Regions from separate parts of the Mus musculus genome. Here regions 1 and 3 are each linked to region 2. The links are chromatin contacts, called in public HiChIP or PLAC-seq and capture Hi-C maps. All regions are on one chromosome and are shown on one strand. Each heading gives the region's core, a stretch centred on a gene start, on an enhancer-like site or on the middle of the called end of the contact. The rest is flanking DNA. Distances are from core to core; before and after follow the strand shown. Region 1 overlaps Cnih4 (cornichon family AMPA receptor auxiliary protein 4). Region 2 overlaps Lbr (lamin B receptor). Region 3 has its middle 30 kb from the start of Gm39718.

What was found. HiChIP or PLAC-seq counts read pairs in DNA pulled down with a chosen protein or histone mark. Capture Hi-C pulls out chosen DNA fragments and counts their contacts.
Region 1: a contact with region 2 is called in an H3K27ac HiChIP or PLAC-seq map of embryonic stem cells, with 6 times the contacts expected there. The contact joins two enhancer-like sites. A contact is called at or near these places in 12 of 39 promoter capture datasets (the 3T3-L1 cell line, 3T3-L1-derived adipocytes, the HPC-7 cell line and 8 more), 1 of 115 datasets of contacts at active chromatin or transcription factors (embryonic stem cells) and 2 of 9 other capture datasets (embryonic stem cells and liver).
Region 3: a capture Hi-C map of embryonic stem cells shows a contact between it and region 2, with 2.1 times the contacts expected there. The contact joins two enhancer-like sites. A contact is called at or near these places in 3 of 115 datasets of contacts at active chromatin or transcription factors (astrocytes, large pre-B cells and stem cell-derived neural progenitor cells) and 1 of 9 other capture datasets (embryonic stem cells).

Annotation. Positions count from the first base shown.
Region 1 is chr1:181,162,640-181,166,182 of GRCm38.p6, forward strand. It overlaps Cnih4 (cornichon family AMPA receptor auxiliary protein 4), which reads left to right. Exons shown (of 5, transcript NM_030131.3): 5 at 3,542-3,543. Among named protein-coding and RNA genes, the nearest start is that of Cnih4, 13 kb to the left of the region's middle. Within about 2 kb of position 1,257, at least 5 of the 459 cell types and tissues checked have an H3K27ac peak or open chromatin away from gene starts, as enhancers often do. A contact at or near this core is called in embryonic stem cells, where this site is marked.
Region 2 is chr1:181,819,855-181,823,583 of GRCm38.p6, forward strand. Lbr (lamin B receptor) reads right to left here. Exons shown (of 14, transcript NM_133815.2): 8 at 1,582-1,773; 9 at 820-923; 10 at 10-135. Among named protein-coding and RNA genes, the nearest start is that of Lbr, 21 kb to the right of the region's middle. Within about 2 kb of position 1,632, at least 3 of the 459 cell types and tissues checked have an H3K27ac peak or open chromatin away from gene starts, as enhancers often do. A contact at or near this core is called in embryonic stem cells, where this site is marked.
Region 3 is chr1:181,255,044-181,258,634 of GRCm38.p6, forward strand. No RefSeq gene overlaps it. Among named protein-coding and RNA genes, the nearest start is that of Gm39718, 30 kb to the right of the region's middle. Within about 2 kb of position 1,803, at least 318 of the 459 cell types and tissues checked have an H3K27ac peak or open chromatin away from gene starts, as enhancers often do. A contact at or near this core is called in embryonic stem cells, where this site is marked.

The DNA of each region.
Region 1 (3,543 bases), core at 7-2,506, 660 kb before region 2:
GGCCACATCTAACAATGCCAGTCCTTGGGCCAAGCATATTCAAACCACCACACTATATCTTGGGTATTCTAAGTTTCTGGGCTAATATCCACTTATCAGTGAGTACATATCATTTGAGTTCTTTTGTGATTGGGTTACCTCACTCAGGATAATGCCCTCCAGGTCCAACCATTTGCCTAGGAATTTCATAAATTCATTCTTTTTATTTTTTTATTTTTTTGTTTTTTTGTTTTTTGAGACAGGGTTTCTCTGTATAGCCCTGGCTGTCCTGGAACTCACTTTGTAGACCAGGCTGGCCTCGAACTCAGAAATCCACCTGCCTCTGCCTCCCGAGTGCTGGGATTAAAGGCGTGCGCCACCACGCCCGGCAATTCATTCTTTTTAATAGCTGAGTAGTACTCCATTGTGTACCACCTATTTCTTAGCTGTTGAGGTGATTGATATACTTAAAACTGCCATTGGTCTTCTTTACTCATAGAGTCTAGCTGAGAGGTTTCACTGTTCTGTTTCAAAAAGCCAGAAGGAAAAATATGTACATGCATACATATGTATGTACACAGACAGACAGACAGACAGACAGACAGACAGACAGACAGACAGAGAGAAGGGGATGTCCTAGAACTTGAGTTACAGTTATGAGCTGCCATACAAGTGCTGGGAACTGAAACTTGGTCCTCCTCAAGGACAAGAAGTGCTCTTAAGCACTGAGCTATGTCTCCACCCCAAGATACTGGTTTGTAAAGCATTATTTTAGCCAGGCATAGTGGTTTACATCTTTAATCTCAGCATTTGAGAGGCTGAGAATCACAAATTAGTGCCATCCAGGACTACTTAGTAAGATCCATGGTTCCCAAGTTACAGCAAGATCCTATCTCAAAAATAAGAAAACAAGAGAGACAGAGAGAGAGCGTAGCACTTTAGGGGCAGGGCTAGGGTGTGGTCCTTACTGCTACCAGTGGGCAGCCTGAGGCACTGTTTAGTCTGGGCTGCTGTACCCTGTGGGGTGCATCCTCCCCTTTTCTATCCTCGTTTGCCTTTGTCGGCTTCTTGTTTTGGGTACATCGTGGTTACCTTACCCCCTGAATGTGATCCGTAGTTGAAATGGTTGGGGTGGATGCTTTTGTTTAAAAAAGATTTTATCACCAGATTGTCAGCTTTTATTTCAGGGGTTTTCCATTTCTCTCACACCTGCTCCAGTACCTTTCACTCAGCTTGCATTCAGGGAATCCTTAAATGGAAGTAAAGTTTTGGGGAAATGCTCCCATTGTTTTAGAGAAGGGTGGAGCGCATGCCTTGGATCTGATGGCCACGTTGCTCACCCAGTGGGATCTGGGCTCTACTACCTATTGTGAGATTTAGGGTGCACTTCTTACTTAGCCTCTCTGTACCTTGGGTTTTCATCTGATCATGGGCTCTCACTAAAACTTACCTCATGGGATTGCAGCAAGAACTAAGTGCTATGAAGTGCTTGAGTTTATCATCTATAGTAAACTCAAAATCTTCAAATTATCAGCGACAGCATTTAACCTGCACTGTACACTGTGTGTTTAATGAGCCTGACTGGTTATTCTGTTGGTAACTGAGTAAGGCTGAGTTTTGTCCATGCGCTGGAGTCATTTGTTAGTCAAGGTTGATCTTGATCAGATGATCAAGAACAAGGTTGATCCTTGCACATAAGATATATTTCTCTTTTTTGTTTATTTTCATTGTTTTTCAAGACAAGGTTTCAGTGTGTAGTCCTGGGTATCCTGGAACCCACTTTCAGGCTGGCCTTAAACTCATAGAGATCCACCTGCCTCTGCCTCCCAGGTGCTGGGATTGAAGGTATGCGCCACCATGCCTGGCTGTGTCTCATTTGTAAAAAATTATTTATTTTTATTTTTTATGTGCATTGGTGGTGTTCTTGTGTATGTGTCTGTGCAAGGGTGTTGAATCCCCTGGAACTGGAGTTATAGACAGTTGAGAGCTACCTTGTGGGTGCTAAGAATTGAACCCGAGTCCTCTGAAAGAGCAGCAGATGGTCTTAACCAGAGCCATCTCTCCAGGCCCTTTTGTTTTGTTTTATGTTTTTTGTTTTTCGAAACAGGGTTTCTCTGTGTAGCCCTGGCAGTCCTGGAACTCACTCTGTAGATCAGGCTGGCCTCGAACTCAGAAATCTGCCTGCCTCTGCCTCCCAAGTTCTAGGATTAAAGGCGTGCGCCACCATGCCCGGTTTTTTTCTTTTTCTTTTCTTTCTTTTCCTTCCTTCCTTCCTTGGTTTTGGTTTTGGTTTTGGTTTTGGTTTTGGTTTTGGTTTTTCCAGACAGGGTTTCCTGGAACTCACTCTGTAGACCAGGCTGGCCTCGAACTCAGAAATCCGCCTGCCTCTGCCTCCCAAGTTCTAGGATTAAAGGGGTGCGCCACCACCCCCCCAGCTTTTTTTTTTTTTTCTTTTTCTTTAAAAAAAAATTTTTTTTATGTGAATATACTGAAACTGTTTTCAGATAACACCAGAAGAGAGCATCAGATCCCATTAGAGATGGTTGTGAGCCACCATGTAGTTGCTGGGAATTGAACTCGGACCTCTGGAAGAACAGCCAGTGTTCTTAACTGCTGAGCCATCTCTCCAGCCCCCTTTATTTCATTTTTAACTGAGGTGATTTTTCTTGAGTATTTCCTGTCCTGATGTCACCTCAAGTGACAAGAAGGAGCAGTATCAATCCCGAAGTATTCAGCTTGGCAGTTGTAGTCTGTGGTAGTACAGAGAATGAGGGAGAAGACGCCTGGGTCTTATCCTCACAGCTCACAGACCAAGAACCGCTTGTACGCTAGGCCACATAGGAGCAGGATGGGCTGTGGAAGGAGACCTCACAACTGCACTGAGTTAAGGTCAGCTACCCAAAGAAGGTGCTTCAGAGGCCAGGCCAGCCATGAGTCACCATTAGTATTATTATTTATACCGAGTCTCTCTTAAACTCACAGAGATCTGCAAGCCTCTGCCTCCTGAGTGCTGAGAAAAGGGCATGTGCCTACTTTTTTTTGATTTTTCGAGACAGGGTTTCTCTGTGTAGCTCTGGCTGTTCTGGAACTCACTCTGTAGACCAGGCTGGCCTCAAACTCAGAGATCCACCTGCCTCTGCCTCCCAAGTGCTGGGATTAAAGGCTCGCTCATGCACATGAGTGCGGTGCCCGTGGAGGCCGGAGGCATTAACCCCCTGGAGTTCCAGTAGCTTCTGTGAGCCACCTACATGGTCCTCTGGAAGAGCAGTAAGTGCTCTTAACTGCTGAGCCATCTCTCAAGCCCCTATTTGTTTTTTAATGACAGCCACAAATTGGTTTTAAATTTTACTCTCCCCCTCTCATCTCCGTGTGTGTACTGTTTGAGTGAAAACGTTCGAGGCCGTCCTTCATCTGAGCACTCGTCTGAGGCCTATTCTAGGACTCTTTCACAGGGGACTGCAGCGGCTGTTGCTTGATGAACCTGTGCATGCAGGTCTGAATGTATTGGATTCCAGGGGAACCCTAAGGAAACATTAGTAATTCCAGCTTCTTCTTTCCACAGTA
Region 2 (3,729 bases), core at 382-2,881:
ACAAATTACCTCATTCCAGAGGGCGTCCACCACATATAAGAGCTGGAAACTGTTAACCAAGATCATTGCCAAGGACGGAGCAGCTCGCTCCTGAATTTTCATTTCCATCAGAAGCATCACTAAGTTAATAACCACCTGGGAAGAGAAGACGACAACGCCTCAAAGGCACTGGCGAGGCCAAGCAGAGCCGAGACCCCCAGTGCACACCGCCATGGCCACCAGAGAACAAGACACCTCAGCCCTGACGTGTCACTTGTCTGCGCTTCCTGACAACACATGGGGTCTCTGATCAGGAGAACAACGGAATGATGGTCTTACGAACAGTGCTCTTCAAAAGGGCGACACCGTCACAAGAGCCTAAGGAACCAGCATAGTGAGAGGAGACCAAGATGAAAGAATGGAGCAACAGTTAAGCACCAATGAACCCCAATAAGGGTTACAGATCCCCTCAGTAGCACTGCCCTTGACGGGACTGTGACTGAGCCTGCTGTTAGTAAGGAATCCGGCGAAAGAAAATGGGAGTCTCGGTTCCATGTCTGTAATTGTCCTCCAAGCCTGAAACTGGGTCAAATAAGGCTTTACTTTCCATCTTCACTATCACTTCCTAGATATATGTAATAAAAATTGAAAAATATCTGTGATGTTTAACAATCCGTAACAAGTTCTCTTAAACCAGTAAAAAAATAAATAAATATATATGTGTTAAGACACAATTAGGGAAAACTATAATCTTTAAAAATTGCCTACATTTCCTTCTAAATACAAGATGAAGTCATACCATTGAAATTATTGGAAAAAAAAAAAAAAAAAAAGACATACCCATCCAATCAATCCAGGGCGCAACTCACAAAAGAACTTGAGATCGAAAGCACCAAGTCGCGGGTTTAACTCTCGGCCAATGAAGAAGTCGTAGACAGCATTTCCTGGGAAGGAGAAAGCATTTACCTCACCAAGTGCTGACCTTGGGCCTCTGCTCCCTGAGGAGACGACTGCAGAGGGGGAAGCGAAGGACAGGACTGGGAAGCCAGGGCCGCTACTGATCTTGAGAGCTCACTTCACCTCTAGGGAAACTACAGGTTTATTTTTAAACATACGACCTTTTGTTTTATTTTTGAGATGAGGTCTCACTATGTAGTCCTGGCTGGCCTGGAACTTTATTTGGATCAGGAGGGCCTCAAACTCACAGAAATCCTCCTGCATCTGCCTGACAAGTGCTCAGATTAAAGGTATGGGCCTCCACACCCAGTCCATAGGAAACTTAAAAAAAAATATCTTAGGTCAGAACCAAATAACTTGCAGCCTGTTTTTTTGTTTTGTTTTGAAGGAATTTACTACTTGACAAAAGTAAACAGGCAGAGAGTCAGAGCTGCTGAAGGATTTTAGTCACATACTTAGAGTTAATGAGAACTAAATAGAAAAGCATGAGGAAAAAAACTTAAATTTTGCCTTCAATTTTTTTCTTCACTTGTTTTCTATGTCTTTATTTCCCAAAATTAAACTAGACAAAAACCAATCTCTATGAGTAGTCATGGCTGCCAGGGCTCTGGACACAGCCATGTGACCCATGATGGAACTGCTCACCGGAACTGGCTGGCGACAGCTCCTCCCTCGGGGCTCGCAGAGAGCGAACATAGAGGTAAGCACTCAGGAGCACGGAGAACCCGGTGGCTGCCAGTGCCAACTGCAGGAAGTGAGTGTACAGGTAGCACAGCTCAACACCCCAGAAGACAGCTGCTCCCAGGGCTGCAGATGTCAGAATGAAGGCATACAATCCTTTAAAGAGGGAGAACAGGGTTAATTAACGTCACTCATCCTGGGGCTACATTTGGGGGTTTTGAGACAAGTCACACTAGGTTGCCCAAGCTGGCCTTAAGTCCCCGGGCTCAAAAAGACACCCCCCCCCCCAACACACAGGAGCTACCAGTCAATGCAGTGTTTTTCTGTTTAAGTCTTAAATTTCATTATCCAGATTATTTTCATATATATGCAAATAAGCAATGTCCTTAAGGTACAATCTTCAGTGTAAATACCACAGCTCTTGTACTGTCTTTTAAGAATGCTAACATTATTTGGCAATATGAACCATCCTTACCCACTGTTAATTAAAGCCAAGCTCAAACTCACTGTTAAACTGAAAAGAATCTCAAAATGCACTCACTACTCCAACGTTCAGAGTCCAAAGTCAAATAAGTAGCTCCCAAAAGAGATGTACAAGAACACATTTTCAAGTCTAATGCCATTACCTCACAGCAGAATAATCTTAAGGTATACAGTTATAAATATTTATGTTGGAACTCACGAGTTGGTAATGGTATAAAAAGGTTCTAGTCACATTCTGCCACATAGAAAACGAATATCAAGATGCTGTACCCTCGGGCTGGAGAGATGGCTCAGTGGTTAAGAGCACCGACTGCTCTTCTGAAGGTCCTGAGTTCAAATCCCAGCAACCACATGGTGGCTCACAACCATCCGTAATGAGTATGTCACCCTCTTCTGGTGCGTCTGAAGACAGCTACAGTGTACTTACGTATAATAATAAATAAAGCTTTGGGGGGAAGAAAAGGATGCTGTACCTTCACAGTAGAGGCTATAATAAAACCCGGGGAAACCAAGTGTGGTCACTCACACTTGTAATCCCACACAAGGGCACACTAGGCTCCACTCTGATGCACAGGCAGCCAGCAGGCTAAAAGCCCAGGAGACAAGTCACAAGCCAGTCTAAGGGTGCTGCCTGCCCAATCTGGGGGCAGGGAGTGCACAATTTCACCTTTTGGCTAAAGAAATCATTTTTCTTACAAAAGCTGAAGTGCTTAGGTTCCACATGAAGTCATCAAATTATATTTCAATTAACAGTCAAACAAGTCATGGTCATTAGTGAGAGGATTTCTAAGCCCTGATAAAAGAGGATCGCCACAAGTTTGCTTTCTAAAGCCATGTTTGCTACATACCAAGTTTACTCCAAAGAATAATTTAACCCTTATAAAATCTATGAAGTGGTACAACTGTTTTTCACTCCACAGACTGCAGACTAATCACTCAGAATGTCTTAGGAACTTCCTTAGAGGTAAAATCCCGTAACAGGGAATGGAGTAACACTAGAAACACAGACCAACAAAGAAGTCTTTACCCAAGTACCAAGGGCCCAGGCGCAGGGCTTGGCCTCAATGCCCTCCACAGCAAGAGCAGAACTGTGAGCAGACAGCCTGTAGCAGGCCAGCAGAGCCAGCAAGAGCCATGGCACGCCTAAGATTATGAGACAGGCAGCTTCCGTTAGCGAGGAGCTGGGCAAGAACAGAAAGATGTCCAGCACGAGCAAGCATGGTTCCAGGCAGGTGCACAGCCGGCTAGGATGGCATGCAGCTCGGCACCTGAAGGCAGGTAGCCCCGAAAACATTTCTGCTTCCCGGCTTGCACCCTGCAGAGTGATTTCAGTTAAAAATGCTGGCTAAGCCCATGAACAACCACCCAAACTAGAAAATAAGATGGAATAAGATGGAAGCCAAACATTAAAATTTACTCAGACCATTCCTGGCTTCCAGTGGTTCAACTTAGGGAGTTTGGCAGTGCATCATACACATGCAGAAGCTAGACACATCCAGCACCATACTCAAATGTGGATTCAGACTAGCAACATACAATGTCCTCTCCCAGTGCTGGGCAGTGCAATGATCTCAACAAATCACAGTTGACCTACAACTCTACAGTGCTGCTAAGCCCGGACACTGGCAG
Region 3 (3,591 bases), core at 553-3,052, 560 kb before region 2:
TTAAAGGAGTGCCACCACGCCCACGTAGAGACATTGGAGCAGCGACAACCACCATGCTTTAGACAGAAGCAGGTTCGGCCTTTCTCCCTCTCACAACTGTGTAAACCTGCAGTTTTCGAGGGATCTCACCAGAAGCACCATTTATAGTAAGGGACAGGCCTTAACCCCTTGCACACCCCCCTTGGCTCATGCATGGTTTTATCTTCTTTCTCAGCTAGCAATCCTATCCAGGTGCTTTTGAAGCCACACCTTAACCTCGATTATCAAAAAAAAAAAAAAAAAAAAAAAAAAAAAAGGGGGGGGGGTCTTCTTATTGATGCTGTGAGATGTAGCTTGAGAGCTACCAACATTATATGTGTGGTTGTCACTAAGACACGGCAGGGACACTCCCCCTTGAGAGGCCCACACACCTGTGGATCTGTGTGCATTATCTGACCCGAGCCCCTCTTTTTCTTCAAGCTGGCATGCCTTCTTAATAAACCCCAACTGTGTGTCTTATTGGCTCGCCCTAAAATCTCTCTCTGCAGTGAAATCCACTCCCACTTCACTTGAGAGGCAGCTGAGGAGTTCGAGCTGCTTCAGGCAGCAGCGTGGAGGTGTGTCTCGGGCCAGCTGTCAGGGGCGCTCAGTAGCACCTGTGATGCGCTGGGCTCCATCTGTAATAGAGATGGGGGTGAGGAAGCTGTGTTCACTCCCCTTTCATATGGGCAGCAGGCTGCACTCTGGCATCGATGATAAATCGACAGGTGACTAACATGGATCTTAGCATGATTAAGTGACTTGCCCAAGGTCACATCATTAGCAGACAGTCACTTAGAAGCTTGAACGTAGCTCTACTGTAGCAAGTAATGCTTTAATGCAGAAGTCTTTCTTAGCTGGATGCTTTCTAGGACAGTCCTGCTACAGGAGGTTCCTTAGACAAAGGATTGGAAGGAGGTCGGGTAGGAGCATGGGCAAGTGTGAGTCTTCCTGGGGACAGGCAGGGTGAGCTGAGGTGTGCAGAGTTCTCTCTCGTTCTGGATGGTTGCCATCGAGGTTGTGAGCAAGGGACTTACTTCCCCGGGGGTGACCCGTTGTGAGCAGATTCCAAGCTAACTGCTAAGATGAGCCCAGACACAGGCTCTTGTCTTCCCCAGGACCTCAGAAGTTGGAGTCAAGCAATCATATTTGCTGGAAGAAATGGAAATTAGGGTCTTCCTCAAACTCTGCTGGAATACGCGGGTGGCATGAGATAGCAGCCGCAGTTGCTTGTGGGAACGAAGCTGGTCAGGAAGGGGTTTCTGATGGACACGGATAGGAGGCAATAGCGCCACCCTCCTTGTAAAAAGTCTTGATCGCCCAGCAGGCGCATGAGAGTTGTGAGCCTCAGCTAACTTCAGAAGCCTTCTAGCTCAGAGTAGAGACAAGCCATCCAGCTGGCCTAGGCTGCCAGCCTGCCAAAGAGGAGGTGGGGGGAGGGGACAGGGGTGAGACCCCGTGCTGTCCACCCAGAAGACAGCTGGCGGGCGGGCGGCAGGTGGGTGGAGGTTAGCGGGCCACCCCTCCCCCTGCCCTGCGGAAGCAGCCGAAGAAACTGTACCCTTTTATTGTCTTTGCCACTGGGTGTTTTCTGGAGTAATTTAAACACTGCCAAACACAAGCCTTCCATCCTTTCTCTAGCCATTGAAAGGAAGCGGCAGACTTAAAAATCATCTGAGTGGCGAGGACTGGGCCAGGAAGACGGGAAGGGTGGAGGGAAGGGTGAGACGGAGGTGAAAGTATGTGGTTTGGCGGGTGGGACCAGGCTCGGGTGATGGGCCGAGACCTGCGGCAAGCAAGGGAGGAGTGCCCAGGCTTTGCTGGGCGGCGACCTCAGCGGGCAGGAGGCTCTGGGGAGGGCGCGGGGCGGGGACAGGCGACCTGCCAGGGCCAGTCACCCCCCTCCCCCCCCTCTGTGGGAGGAGGGCAGGAAAGAGGGCGGCCTTTATTCTGTATTAAAATCCTCCTCTCTACCTAGGACACGGTGTACTAACCTTGCACGGTATTTGATCCTATGCAATCAGTCTGCACTTGCCAGGCAGAGTCTTGGGGCCTCATGCATCTGCCGCACAGTCAGGGCGTAGACCATTGAGCCTCCCCTTCCCCCTTGCTGGCTTTGGTCTTCCTCTTCTCTGCTTTCCCTTCCGTCTGACACCATCCCACCCTTCCATTTCCTTCCTCGGGTTTGGGCTCTAGAGGAGCAGAACCCGCCTCCCTTAATTCCAGGTTCTGGGTGAGGAGGTATCACCAGCCCTAGCCAGTACCATCCGGAGGGTTTCGAGCCTCGGGGCTCTACACGGGGTGGGTCTTCCCTAATCTGGTCTTCGCACAACCTGATTATTGTACAAGCGCTGTGTTTGGTAATCTGGAATATTTCTCCCCAAGGCTGTACGGGTGTGTACGGCAGCTGTGGAACTTAGATAGACAGACCCGGGCTTCGGGTGTGTCTACCCGCGGCCCTCCTGCAAATCCTCTGTGCTACTCACGTCTGGAAACCTGGTTTAACCATGAGCAGAGTGAACCTGCTAGAGTCCATACTCACTCGAGCCTCTCCACCTGCAAAGCGCTAACAGTAACTTGCTTGCTTCTTAGGTTGTTTGGGGACTGCGGTTTAAGCGAGTCCTTCCCGAATTAGATCTGGGCTCCAACCCCAATGTTGCCACATGACAACTGACCTTGGCCTCTGTTTTCCAGTACGGGAGGGACAGTAACAGAACCACCCTCACTGGGCCCGCGGTGAACTCAGCTCAGTGCAGGATTTTTAAGTTGCCTAACACAGGTTGCCTGTCATAGTGAAACAGGACATTTTTTTTTGTGCAAGTAATTTGTAAACTGTGGTGTGTTCTTTAGAAATGTAGGCGGTTACTCGAATGCCAACAGGGTGAAATTCTGGGTTCCTGCCCCACTTTCTAAGGGAAATTGATCCCCAACCTCGCCCTGGGCACCCTGGAAGTTCCCTTCCTCAGCACTTCTGGGACCTCTGGGTGGGAGAGGCTGGTCCTGTGCTCCCTGCTCTATTATCCACCCCTCCCCCTTCACTTCACATTCTTTTCTGGAACTCTCAGCAGCTCTGGTAGGCTTCAATCCTGGAATCCTGTCCCCAACCTCTCTCAAAACAGATCTCGGACCACCAAGTCCATCCTGCTTTTCCTAGAGAGCCCAACTCAATCCTTCCTAGAGCTGGGGGGTCGCCCTCGCATCCCATGTAAGTCTTCCTCCGAGCTCTCCTATGATAGAGCAGTAACTAGCCCTCTATGCTGAATCACACTGTTTGAGTTCAAAGTCTACTTGGAAGCTAGAAGGTACAGGCCTGTAATCCCAGCACTTGGGAAGCCCCGATGCAGGAGGCTCGTGAATGCTGGACAAAGTTATGTTACATACTGAGTTTCAGGCCAGTGTGAGCTACGTAGGGAGCCGCCATCTCAAAGCAAAACAAACAACGAAACTAAATACAAACCCAAGTCCACCTAGAGCTAGCTTTGAGATGCTTTTGTTTTGCCTTGCTGAGCCTCAGTTTAACCATCTGGAAGATGGGAAGCCAGCAGCAAATGTTTCACTGCCCAGCTAGAAGGA